Linked DNA regions of Mus musculus: all the other regions are linked to region 2. Evidence: chromatin contacts called from public HiChIP or PLAC-seq and promoter capture Hi-C data. All regions are on one chromosome and are shown on one strand. The core of a region is the stretch at or near the end of the contact, and the rest is flanking DNA. Distances in the headings are between cores, read along the strand shown. Region 1 overlaps Lrriq1 (leucine-rich repeats and IQ motif containing 1). Region 2 has its middle 150 kb from the start of Alx1. Region 3 holds the start of Rassf9 (Ras association (RalGDS/AF-6) domain family (N-terminal) member 9).

Region 1 (4,673 bases), core at 417-2,916, 260 kb after region 2:
CTCTGTTCCCATGGCTCCATTCCCTACACATAGCCCTTCTTGGCAGATAGTCCACAGCCAATATCTTAGAGCATCCTCTGAAGTCAGACTCACTCTAATACATTCACACAATGGTCTTCCCACCCCCCCCCCTTTTCAGGGTCTTCATATAGGAACTCCTTTGTCACATTCTTAGCATGAGACCATGGAGTGAAAATCCAGACTCTCTTGTGTCCATCATGTCTCTAAGACCAGCACCACTGGGAAAACACTGCTAAGTTTGGATTGGGATGGACTCTGGCCTCTTGAACCACATTAACACCAATATTTGTTTGCATATACAAGTACTAATTTAAATTTAACTTCCCAAATATAAATCTGCAATTTACTAAAGATCCACAAAGCCAAAAATACATAATTTTCAATGTTTATTCATAACTTTAATGTTGAATCAGGTGCCAGATATGTTAGTGGATTCTGGAAATTTTATAGGTAGAGAGACTCAACTGCTTTATAATTCAGAGTGAATTCTATTATTGTTTTTGAAGCACAACAGAGTAGTATTTGACTCAAATTCTTATTATTTCTAGACGTTTCGACATAAATAAAGTAAATCTTAAGTAAATCTCATTTTGCTCAGGTTTTGTCATTCTTGATCATTCTTGATCTCTCTTATTTAAAAATTCATTAGCTGTATTATTATTTTGGAAGCCCCTTTCCCACAACTCTTCATCCCCTTAAAGCACATAAAATGAGTGTGTTAAAATATTCTGCATTGCTTAATTCTAGGATATGATTTAATAATACAAAGTTGGCTTAAGCCTGTTTTATTGAAAGTAAAGCTAGCAACTACCCACTGAACAAGAATCATATACTTGATACATTCAGGAATTAAAAGAGCTGGTGAATCATTTTGATCCTTCTGTGTCACTCTTTCTTCAAAAAATATAGACCTGCTTTCACCTTTTTTTAATTATAAAAGCAAGTCCAACATGTATAAATTTGATATACAGATAGAAACATGCATTCTACACTTTCTACCCTTAGATTTTGCCAGCGTCTATGCACCCAAGTCTCTCCACTTAGAGCTTCTAAGGCGTGCTAGGCATCAAAACCAGCCACCCACTCCCTTTCCCTAGCCTGCTCATCTAGTCTTACTTCCAAATATGCTCGCTCCCCTCAGGTTATTGACCCAGCATGTTTTCAATAGACTTGGGCCTCTCGCCTTACATACGGTGTTCTTTATGGCGGTTCTGAATCTTAAACTTCCCTCAGTATCTGATAACTCCAGTTCTGGTCACCAAATTCTGAAATCTCTTTTGCGTGGAGGAGGACAGCAAAACAAACTGACAGACAATACACGGAACAGGACTAGTCACTACTGTTTTAGCTGATGTCAATCACAAGGAGAGAAAATTACTTACTAGGTAAAACAAAAACAACCCAGATCCAAATGTCAACTAAGTAAACAATAATAAAGTCACAAAATTTTAGACTGCCTATCAAGACCACCAAGCAATTCCTCTACCATCTTTCCATTCTTCCCTCTTCAGCTTCTCTTTATCTTTTTTCTATGCAAATAATATTTAGTAACAAAGAAGTAAGATGAAATAAACCAGGCTTGCTTCGGAGGCCTGCAATCTCAGCTAGGCAAGACACTGGATCCTGCTGCTCTTCAAAGCAGACAGCCTGATTTATACCAGCAGGTTTCATCAGCACTGGGGTTTCCCTAACCTCTGTCCACAAACTTTGCTCCCTTGTTGCTCCTCAACTCTGTTTCTTGATTAACCAGTTTCTTCGGCAGTTTTTATTCCCCATCTCTTGGCAATTTATTCCATCACCCACCGCTGTCTGAAATCGGTGGACTTTCTGCCTCTGCCATGTTTTCATTTTTGCATTAAATAGATATTTTCAATTCATATTTCTTGGCCAATACAAACATATAAAAATACGAACGGGAAATATGAAGTATTTTCTCTTGATCAGCCATGACTGGTATTTAATGTTCCTCTACTCTGTATGAATGCTAGGCCTCCTTGAGGACAGCTCTGTTAGAATGCAGAATAGAGTCGACTCCATTTTCTTACCAGATCCTGTCTCTGATATCCATCCTGACACCCTCAGCCAACAGAACTAGCGATTCTTACAGTACTTTTGTGGACAATGCTGCCCTCTCATGGCTTCCAATTTTCACGTTGGCAAACTTTCTGTATAAGATGTGCTTAGTATCCCCATTAATATGTTAACTCTCCTAAGTAAACATTTTCAGGTTTAGCGGAGTGTAGATATTTAAGTAAATACTTAAGATTTGTTTTAGAACATCAGTGGCTAAAATTTTAAATCATGGTTATTTTCAAGTAAATTAATGACACCTCACCATGAAAACTGGAAAGGTAAAATGGCTTGATTAAATTTTAATTTCTAAAAGAAATCCCATCACAATCTGAGTAAATTATCATCAAATAATTTACTCTGAGATGAACATAACATAAGTGCCATGAACATAATAGAAGATAAATAAAATAAAATATAAATAAATTCACTCAGGATGCTCTCTCTCTCTCTCTCTCTCTCTCTCTCTCTCTCTCTCTCTCTCTCTCTCCCTCCCTCCCTCCCTCCTCTCTCTTTCTTCTCATTTTTTTTTGAGGGGATGGGGTGTCCAAGACAGGGTTTCTCTAATCCACCTGTGTCTGCCTCCCAAGTGCTGGGATTAAGGGCGTGCGCCACCACTGCCTGGCTTATTCTCATTTTTAACCCTCTCTTATTCTAACTGATTTGTCTACTGTCTGGAGGGTATAGAGGAGAACCATGAGAACCATAAAAGGCTCATCAGTAAATTCTGTATTTAGGCAGTCAGATTTTAAAGTCAAATTGATTTTGTGTCTTTAATTTATTGATGTTAAAAAAAGAAAGAAAGAAAATCTACAACAAATCTGTGACAAAGTGATTTAAAATCCCCCCTCCCGCCCCCGTGGTAAATTGTCTATTGGGATTTTGCAGACAGTTGATGATCTCCATCTAAAACATCACAATTGTACAATTGTCACCTACGACTTTACCTAACACGTTATGCTTATTCAGCATTGCCAAAACATTAAGTTAAAAATGGAGTTACAAGTTTCACTGTGGGTTTTTCCCTTTCTATTTTTGACCCTATCATGCCCCCTTGTGACTGATAAAAGAAACTTTTTTTTTTTCCTTAATTATATCTAGGTGTGACCACAAATGCAAAACAAGTAAGTAAAAGAGCAAGAAAGGAAAAGTTACAACTATGTCAATATTGCTTGGTGAATCCTTTGCTGAAACATATTTAACAGGCTAATTGATCAAAATTTCTCACATAAAGTTTTGATGATATCGGCAGGAAGAATGGCCTTCTGAATGGCAGAATCCTGTACAAATTCTATTGACATAAACGTTTTCTCAGTTCTCACTGTGGGAGGGGACTGCAAACATGGTGTTATTTCTTTTTGAAGAAGACCTAGCAGAAATAGGCATGGAATTTTGACTGGGTCAGTTCTCAACCTTATTTTGCCTTTGAACTTGGGGAGTTCCATATACTTTTGTATTATTCGTAAAATAGCTCCTTCTGAAATTCATGTAGAAGGATAATGAAACAAACCAAAAAAATAAAATAAAATAAAGAAGATTATTGAAAACCTTAGTTACAGCCTTTTATTCCACCTACTCAGGCTGAGCTTCAAAACTCTCCGGGTTTTGAGTTCCTGTTTCACTGAAGTAGCCATGAAATGGTTTGGTTCAGAGCAGATAACCTTCATAGTGGTTTACAAAATGAGTGGATAGCAGGCATAGTCAAGGGGAGAGCATTGTACTTACTTAAATTCATTTAAAAATGTTTAAATGTTCAATGCTTTGTTTTTGAAAAACAGTATACAAAATTACAGTTATCTCAAAAGGATGCAACATAGAAATTAAAATAACTAATATCACACTAAGAAAAATTATATGTTTAAAAAAGAAAAATAAGTTACCATAAATTTATCAATGGCTACTGACTGATATGAAAGGTATTTTATGTATTAAAAAGCATTTCTGTTACTTTAATTCAGAAACTACATGTGTATATAGCTTGGAATTTAATAAACATAAAAAGCTACAAATATTCATTTTTTTCTTGATTCCTTGCAACAAAACCGCACATTAGAAGAATAGGGTGTCTTATATTAAGCTCATGAACTCTTGAGATTATAAAGATTGAAGTTCAATGCAATGTGTAGATAATTTTTAAAGTTTTGAACAAATATAACTTCATAACCATTTGTTATTTCTTGTCAGATATGTCCGCATTTAGCAGGGGTACATAAATGAGAAGTGAGCAAAAAAGGACAGAATACAATCACAAGGGGATTGAAAAATGATGCCTTCCAGTTTTGTTTTTTTGTTTTTGTTTTTTTTTTTTTTTTTACCAAATTCTTCAGTCATGAGAGAAATCAACTGTGTCTCTTTTCGTGTGTGATTATCTACAGCTAAAATCCACTAAACTGATGCATTTCTGACCGGCCAGGCAATCTAAGAGTGCACAGAGGAATGAGGACACAGAGAGGTTGGTTTTTCAATCAACATTCCACGATGTACCATCTCGGAGACAAATTATAACACAGTTGACAGAGCGCACAGCACACAGAGAAGTCATTGCCCACGTATATAAAATTGGGACTATTTTAAAAATTAAA
Region 2 (4,488 bases), core at 1,987-4,486:
TGTCATTCATACCATTTTTCTTTATAGGAAAAAAAAAACAAAAAAAAAACCCAAAAACCAAAAAACAAAAAAACAACAACAACAAAAAAAAAAAAAAAAAAAAAAAAAAAAAAAAAAAACAAGGAAAGATGAAATCACACCAGGACCAAGAAGTACTGAGAAGAAAACATGTGCCCCAGTCTTCCTCAAGTCAGAAAAGTTTGTTCTATAAAGCAAAAGTGTTCACAGAATATACTGAAGTCATAAAAAGACACTCTCACCACTAAAAGCAAGAGTTGTTTCACCAAACAATTCACTTGTAGCTGTAAAGATCCACTGGATTGTGCTTTAGGCATATTTAGATCAAATAACAAAAATTTTTAAATTTAACTACAGATAATTAAGTTTTACTTCTTAAACGTTCCCCTACTCCCACTTAAGAGGCACCAAGAACATTGTTCTTTTAATATTATGACCGAGCAAACTTGACATTGTTAGCTAGCATGCCTTAGAATCCCAGCAAGGCCAGTGCTACTTCACAATGGGGTAAGACATGAAAGACAAATGAACTCTTTTAGAAATATCTGGGCACATATTTCCTGGTCTCGTGATGGCCTGAAAGAGGAAAATTAGATACTTAGAAATACACTAACGCTGAAAATTCTTGTTCCGTAGAATATATCTTTATAAAAATGAACGGGGAGACAGAACAAGGAGGGAGATGCATACTCAAAAATGAGTACAGACATTTCTGCATTTAATTATCACAATTTCTCACACTGTGTATTTTGATCGTGTTTTCCCCATCCCAACTCCTTCCAGATCCTCCACAGCTCCATATCCACCCAAATTTATGTTCTTTCCCGCCTCAGCAAATAAAACTAAGAAATGGCACTGGAGGCCACCTCACTAGAGAGCTCATTTTCAAATTTTACATGATTTTTATCTACTGTTACTGAGTTTGGGAGATTCAAACCCCCCTCATTTCACAGCCAACACACTGCAATAGTGAAAAACTTGCATTATTCATTTTACTGTTTCTGCTAACTCTCTTCGTGTCATTTAAATTTACTCACCCAATTACCATACCTAATTATTATTGAAGTAGTTAGATGCCATTGTCTTAATCAAATTATTTAGAAAATTTCATTACATTAGAAAATATCATTACTTTTTTACCGCCTTAAGAGAAGCATTATACAATGCTGAGGAGGCAAAAGTTTAAACCCCACCGGATATCATGGGGTTTGGTTTGTTTCCATGTTTGTCGTTGTGATGATTTAAAATTTGTTTTAAGTTTTTCAAAAACTATTTCGCAAATAATTATTTCAATTTATTAAACATGTTATGTTGTGTAATTTGAGAGGTATTAGAAGGGAATTCTGCCAAAAATACTTTTCCATCTGCGTGGATCATAACTCTCTGTCTCTCTTTTCATCTTTGTTGTCTTTGAGGATGCTTTGAACTTTAGAAGATAGCCTACTACTGAATACACAGGCACACAAAGACACACACAGACATACACAGACACACACATATAGATATAAATATAGACATAGAGATGGTGTAGATGTAGATGTAGACATAGATATAGATAGATATGGATATATCCATGAACTTTAGAAGATGTAGGAGTGACACAGAAGGAACAGGGCAGGGGAAGAGTACTGTAAAGACAGTTCTCGTGTGTGAAATTCTCAAAAAATTAATGAAGCCAATAAGAAAGAAACAGTGGTTGCATTTATCAGTTTCAGCTTTAGAGCTGTTTTTGGTAAACCCAAACAACATCAGCATTAGGGATTCTGTCTTCACAATGACAACAATAGCTAGTAGTGCATTCTGGCTGCACCAGTCATTTTACTCAGACTGATGACCTGTTAATTGCAAAAGACTAATTACTTCTTTACTGCCAACACATGTCTACCTGAAAGCCCCCTTTCTGTCTTAAGGAGGTCTTTTCTACCTGAAAGCGCTGTACAGTTCCAGCCTCCATTTGTAGAGCAAGAGAGAGAGTAAAACAATCACAGGACTCCATTACAGAAATGTAATGAAATTGTTAAACCAATAGAGAAAGACCTCACAGTGCTCTGTCTCCTGGGTGATCAGCACGGTTCATTAGACAAAGTAAAGAACAGCAGGTTTCTCCAAATCAGAGTTCCCCAATGTAAGAAAGCCAGACCTCCAAAAGACAATGATGAGTTTAGGCTTACAAGGCTCAGTCATTTAATCCTAGCACTTGGGAGGCAGCGGCAGGCAGATTTCTGAGTTCAAGGCTAGTCTGGTCTACAGAGTGAGTTCCAGAGCAGCCACATCTCCCCCGAAAACATATCCTGTCTCAAAAATCAAACAGAGCAAGAAAAGGCAATACTGATGTGAACTAACATTCCATACTGAGATTCCCTTTGAAAGATCTCCAATAAAATAAAGTGAATATAAGCCTCAAATTCATTGATGAGTATTCTATGAGTATTCTATGAATTGTTTGAGCATACACGCACAGGCACTTTCTTAGGGTAAATAAAACTTCACAAAGGCATTGCCTTGTAGATCACATTAATGATGTTTATTCGTTAGACACAAAGTAATGCGTATTTAGTCTCAATGCCTTCCAACAGAGATTCATCTTTCTTTTTTTAAATTGAAGTTCATAGAGTGAGTCATGCTGTGTTGTAGGTAATTGGCTGACGTAATATACCTATTCTGCTTTGTTGCACAGAAATTGTCCTGACAATTGGAGTCAATACACACATTCAAAAAAATAATTTTAGTCTTTATTTTTTTGAATTCCAGATTATTAGCTGTGTACCTTAAGTTTCTTTACGTTCCCGAATGTTGAATTATTTTTCAACAGCTCAGCAGGCTGCTTAAGAGAAAGCCAGAGCAGAGGTCTGAATGTCGTTTGACACTATAAATTAGTAATCTTATTAGAATTACAGTAGTTATGAATTAATCCACTCAAGTGATATATTTTAAATTAGATTTTCAGTTTCCGGCCTGAGAGTTGGCTTCAGTATTATGGCCTTCGTGCGCCCTCCAGTGGACAAATTTATATGGACTTTACAATTTAAAGACACTACTTAAACGTCCAGAATTCATTATTTAATATATAAACTCACGGACCATCTGGATGAAATCTCATCACGGGAGAACTTGCAGTTTTCATTTTCTCCCGGAGCCTGGGGATCCAGCAGGACTTGGTGCTGGCACCCTAGAGGAAACTCCTCCAAGCTTTTCTGCCTACAGCATATGGTTAGAATCAGGGGCTCGCCCAGCGCCAGCTTATGACAATGGGCGTGCATAGGAATAACATGCAAGCAATCAGTCGAGAGCTGGCTTTCATATTCTCCACTTGTAGAGAGTGTTTTTTACACCTAATGGAAAAGGTAGGTTAGGCAGGGCTAATATTTTACTCCCCAGTTAAGACAACAAGACTGCAGCTAAAGTGATGTGAACTGTCTCCAGTTCAGCTTCTGATTCCCAATACTTTAGCTCTTTGTCAGAAACACTTAATGAGCAGCAACAGCAGCAACAAAAAAAAAAAAAAAAAAAAATCCGTACTCGTTATGGTACATGCCAAACGGAAACATTCTCATTAAATAAATAGTCTTAATAGCACCGAATATCATTTTAGTTGAGGTAGAGCAAGCAGAGGACCACAATAAAAGATTATTAAAAAACAAACAAACAAACAAACAAAAAACTACACTATTTTTTCCAAGTGTTTTGGAAGAATCATGAGATATAATGTTTGTGCACAAACTTGTGCCTATAAGGGCACAGCTAAACATTCGATGATTATAATGCCATACAGCGTCCCGATGCTGTAAAATCAGGTCAAGACCGCATGTTCCAGACCTGTCCTTCGAATTGACACACGTGTTGTTTAGAAAATATGTTTGAGCAAATGATCTTAAGCTCCGCTTGCTCCGGTCAATGTTGCTGCAGCGCTCCAAGCACAACCCAGGCAGGTTGAGGTTTCTGTGGTCTGGTCTCCCCGCTCACAGTACCTATTACCAGGCTTAAAAAGGACTCCGAGGCACTAAGAAAAGTTCTCGGTACTCAATTCATTAGGGACTTTTTTTAAAATTTATTTGAACTCGAAGAGACTCAGCTGAAGAAAGCTTTACTTCTTTTTTTACCTGATACATGTATCCACTGCTTAGAGGAGCTGCTGGGCCCTCAGCTCTCAACTTTCCTGGCTTAACATTTTAAAAAGAAACCGAAAGATCAGAAGAAGGAAGAAGAGAAGAAGGAATGGGAAGGAGAAAGACAAAGAGTAGTAAAAATGATCCAGTGAATTTAATATTGGGGGAAACCTGCGCTTTGGCCATGGAAACTGATGATTAAACTTGCAAAAACATTTAACATTTATTTTTAAGGCTCTGGAAAAGACATGCAGCAGTTTTCTTTTTTGTTTTGTTTTGTTTTGTGTTTTTGTTTTTGTTTTTTTTTTTAAGTGAATGGATTGATTTATAGAGAAAGCTATAATACCAAGTGGTATTTGGGTGG
Region 3 (4,466 bases), core at 101-2,600, 370 kb before region 2:
ACAAATGAAGTTGTGATTACATAATGAAAATGGGTCTTCCTATCACTTTGAAATCCTGAACATTGAAGTGTGTACAAGAATAAAACGACTCCTTCCAACCATGTCTTGCTTGCTGATGCTGCTGTCCAGACGGGATTTCCATAGAAAACAGTGTCCATCTGTGTGCTTTGCTGGGACTCAAGACATCAGCCTGAAAAGGGAAATTGTAAGGCCGGCAAGCCCATTTTTCCCTCCCTCCTCCCTCCCTCCCAACCCCACAGGCATGTGATTAGGAACTGGGTTGTGTTTTAGGGAGTCATTGCTGGTGTGTGTGTGGGGGGGTGGGGGGTGATAGCAGATTCTTCAAAATAAGGCTCAGAGTAAATCCTCCAGGAACTTTCCCCTGGACACTTATCCTCCTATAGCTCCTGTGTCTGTCTGTCTGTCTCGTCCAGGTCATAGGTTAAAGTTTTACATACCAGCAGACACACACACACACACACACACACACACACACACACGCACACACACACACACATTTTATAGCTCCTGTGTCTGTCTGTCTGTCTCGTCCAGGTCATAGGTTAAAGTTTTACATACCAGCAGACACACACACACACACACACACACACACACACACACGCACACACACACACACATTTTGATAGTATACCAATTTTAGTTCCATAGACTCCTTCTACTGTTCAGTAGTTAAAGGTGGTGATGGCAAGCAGCTCACTTTTCCTAGGGCACTCCCAAGGTCCCTGAGACACAGCATGTGGTCTCCAAAGGCTGACGGATGCCAGCACCTTAGGAAGCCAGCTATATCATTGGGCAGTGATCAGTTAACCCAGCAGCCCTTGGTCCTTCACGGTTTCCCCACCCTTTTTTGTTTTTTAATGGAGAGCCAGGGAACCTGCTTTCTTAGTTGCTGCACTGCTCAACTGGCCTTACCACGCTTGCATTCAGGGAAGGGGAGGGTTTTTATTTTGTGTGTATGGAGTAGGTAGGGGAAGCGTTCCTCCTGCTCATTCCTGTTTGCCAAGATCAGATTACTTTTCACTGACTGGAGCTGGCTGGCAGGAGGCCGCAGGGGGGAGGGGGGTAGCTTTAAATCTTTTATGTGTGTACACCTTGTGTGGCTGGGTGTGGAAAGCAGGAAAGGGGGGGGGGGGTTCCAAGTCGAGTGCAATTCCCATTCCATGGCTATTACCATGCCTGTAGGGTTGGCAGGTCTTAGAGTTTAGCTAGTTGGCAAATAGCTACAACACACAATAGAGGCTCTCCCCTCCTTCCTTCCCTCCCTTCCTCTCTCTTTCCCTTCCTCCCTCCTCTCCACCCTTCCTCCCTCTCTGACTCTCCCTCTTCCTCTCTCCCTCTCTCTCCTCCCTCTCCTCTATCTTTTGAGCTTCCAAACACACACCTTCTTCCAGGCTGAAGCTGGGCTGGTCTCCCTAGGCACAGCAGCCACAACAATCCCGCAGTTCAAAGTTAGGCAGCAATTGCACAACTTCCAGCAACTCTCTCAGCCAGCTGCTAATGAGCTTGAAAGCAAGGAACATCTGAGGAGTTGAAAAGGAAGCCTCCAGCCTTCCTCCTTTCACCAGAGAGACCCAGACACCCCTCCCAGGGCCCAGATTACTTTGAGATAAGGACTGTGTTATTTGCTTGCCTTGCCGGACAGACCATGGCTCCCTTTGGAAGAAACTTACTGAAGACACGACATAAAAACAGGTAAAAAAAAAAAAAAAATGAGTGCGTGTGTGTGTGTGTGTGTGTGTGTGTGTGTGTGTGTGTGTGTGTGTGTTGGATTCAGTTCCCTAAGCCTTTGGTTCTGATGAGAACTGTTTGGCGAGTCGGTCGGGATCTAGAATGAAGACCCAGCTAGCTCTTCAGACCATAGGTCCTGTATTGACGATGGACGTATCCCGAACAAGGATCATGGGAAATCATGACTGATTTTTAACTCTCTTTTCCCTTTATGGCAGTCTGAGTACACTAACTAACACTAACATTTTCTCTTTACTTTGTCTTGAACTTTTGGGGAGAGAAGAATCACAAGATCTGGTTTAGTTTAAGCGTTGCATTAGAATATCTCTTTTTGAAAAAGCTTAAGAGTTTGGGAAAGATACAACTAGGATTTCTAATCACTTATTGAAAGGAAAAATTAAAAAAAAAAAGTACAACTGCTGATACAATCTGGAAACAATGCTTTGGTCCCCTCTAAGAGTGGAGCATTTCTAAAATCTGGAAAGTTCCCAATTGCGAACATTCCCAGAAGGAGCTCTTAATGGACTGTGTGTCTTTGAGAACTTTAGGTGGCTTAGGCGTTCAAAGAGGAGACAAGCAGCTATGTGCTTCACTTTATTATTGCCACTATACTTAGAGTTAATGCATGTACTCTGCATACTGAGAGAGAGAGAGAGATTGGAAGGGGGGATTTGGAATAATGGGATAATATCTATATATTTCACTACCATAACTAATTTACTTATACTCAAATATTACATTTTATGCAAACAATGAAATGATTATTTGAGACAGGATTTATTTTTTTAATATATCTGTTTTGGCAGATATAATAAAATGGGCTTTCCAGCCATTCTTCTCTCCTCTTCATTATGCCTGTTTGCGCTTGTCATCTTCTGCTTAGTGTAAATTTAAATGGATACAATTACAAGGTAGGAAATGATATAATTATTTTAAAGTGTCTGCCTGATAATACAGGAATACGACTTTAACGTGATTCTGCGCGCCTCTGTTTTGTACACGAATATCTACTTGATTTAGTTGATTGAATTTCTTTAAGAAACTACAAAAGCTATAGTATATACTGTGAAGCCGTCTTAATCACTTGTATGTGTTACTTGTGTGACAAATATGATAAATATTGTATTTTTTAAATCAGGATGCTTTATTACATGTTACGAGACAATGGTTTCAGTTCATTTTAATAGCTTGTGATAACCATTACAACTAGCTTCATGTATTAGTAGTGACAAGGTCTTTAATAATATTCCAGATAAACCAACTCCAGCTTCCCTGCCTCAATTCAGCTGTGGATTCTAGTTGGGTTACTACTGTAGCATTTTCATATTTCTTTAAACACTATGAAATTGTGTAAAAAGTATTTTGGGTTTATTGTTTTTTTTTTCTTTTTTTTTTTAACAAATTGTGCTTCTGCAACCAAATCCTGTCTTCGGAATTGTTGGTTGTGAAGAGTGCTTCACCAGTTTATGGATTTCATCACTTGTGTACCAAGAAGAGAGCACTAAAACCTTTGAATGCACCCCTGAATGTCCTTTATCAAACTCCATAGTCTGTTTCCATTGTGTTGCTTCTGTGACTGAGCCTTCTGGTCTAGCCATAAAACAAACACTCTCAGCAGGATACTTTAAACTCAAAAATTGTGATGAAGAGATAAGAACAGAAAAACTGGAAGTTTAACAGCATTTCAGGTAGCCCTTGAGAAAACAGAAAGCTGTTGCTAAGGGTCATGATTTATGAAGACCTCAATTTGAGGGTGTGAGCAAAGGCAGTAATGAGGAGGATGTGTGCAAGCTACTCCAGTGATTAATTGCTTCCTTTTACAGATTTTTTACTTTTTAGCCTCGAGTAAAAACAGAGGTGGGAGAAAGAAAGAAAGAGAGAGAGAGAGAGAGAGACAGAGAGAGAGAGAGAGACAGAGAGAGAGACAGAGAGACAGAGACAGAGACAGAGAGACAGAGAGAGAAAGAGACACAGAGAGAGAAACAGAGAGAGGGAGAGGAGAGAGAGAGAGAACAGCATAAGTCAATGACATAAAATTATGAGCATTTGAAACTGAGTATTAAAAATGTCATTTTGGGCCTTGAAATAATATGGCAGTATATATGAGGTCTTGTTGTTTGGGTTGGTCTGTATACCATCTCACAGAAAAACAACTAATGAAATGATTTCAGGGTTACTTTTATCCACTTCATTGACCAGGATCTATAGGGCTTAAGTAACCTCACCTGACCACCTAAATAACAGATCTGTTCACTAAATGATGAGGCAGTCAGATGCTTAACAGAGAATGTAATTGATAATAGTTATCTCATAGGAACTAACAAACCAACTAAAATGTATTCTGTAAGATACACATTTTGTGGGTTTATGAATATATATGTATAATTTGTAAAACAAAAAAGAATTAACATGTTGTTATGTTATCAAGATAGTGAAGAGAATGACGCTAGAAAGGCTTGCATCTTTTCAAAAGACAGAAAGACTGCTGAAAATTTGGGGAGGGGTTGTGATTATACAAATTTGAGAAGCTTGAATATTAATTTTCATTTTTGCATGTCTTTTTCACTTTTCCTTTTTTTTTTGTGGAGTAGTGTTATATCACCCAAGACTAAGAACTATGCTCTGAATAGGTACATATTCGAGAGTTTTAGATATGAACATGATATAAATGGAGCTGCAAAAGATGAGGCATAAGAACTTTCAGCCAACAAGGTCTA

The links. Promoter capture Hi-C pulls out the DNA fragments that hold promoters and counts their contacts. HiChIP or PLAC-seq counts read pairs in DNA pulled down with a chosen protein or histone mark.
Region 1: a contact with region 2 is called in an H3K4me3 HiChIP or PLAC-seq map of craniofacial prominence, with 7 times the contacts expected there. The contact joins two enhancer-like sites. A contact is called at or near these places in 2 of 15 datasets of contacts at CTCF or cohesin (pro-B cells and stem cell-derived epiblast-like cells), 57 of 484 Hi-C or Micro-C datasets (the AML12 cell line, the C2C12 cell line, LSK cells and 33 more) and 3 of 115 datasets of contacts at active chromatin or transcription factors (astrocytes, a beta-TC-6 cell line and craniofacial prominence).
Region 3: a contact with region 2 is called in a promoter capture Hi-C map of embryonic stem cells, with 3 times the contacts expected there. The contact joins the promoter of Rassf9 here to the enhancer-like site in region 2. A contact is called at or near these places in 10 of 39 promoter capture datasets (the 3T3-L1 cell line, the C10 cell line, cranial neural crest and 5 more), 1 of 484 Hi-C or Micro-C datasets (cerebral cortex) and 1 of 9 other capture datasets (adipose tissue).

Annotation. Positions count from the first base shown.
Region 1 is chr10:103,139,620-103,144,292 of GRCm38.p6, forward strand. The region is part of intron 22 of Lrriq1 (leucine-rich repeats and IQ motif containing 1); the gene reads right to left. Among named protein-coding and RNA genes, the nearest start is that of Gm25376, 21 kb to the left of the region's middle. Within about 2 kb of position 1,667, at least 6 of the 459 cell types and tissues checked have an H3K27ac peak or open chromatin away from gene starts, as enhancers often do. A contact at or near this core is called in craniofacial prominence, where this site is marked.
Region 2 is chr10:102,875,080-102,879,567 of GRCm38.p6, forward strand. No RefSeq gene overlaps it. Among named protein-coding and RNA genes, the nearest start is that of Alx1, 150 kb to the right of the region's middle. Within about 2 kb of position 3,237, at least 19 of the 459 cell types and tissues checked have an H3K27ac peak or open chromatin away from gene starts, as enhancers often do. A contact at or near this core is called in craniofacial prominence, where this site is marked.
Region 3 is chr10:102,510,872-102,515,337 of GRCm38.p6, forward strand. Rassf9 (Ras association (RalGDS/AF-6) domain family (N-terminal) member 9) reads left to right here and starts at 1,351. Exons shown (of 2, transcript NM_146240.4): 1 at 1,351-1,713. The coding sequence starts at 1,667.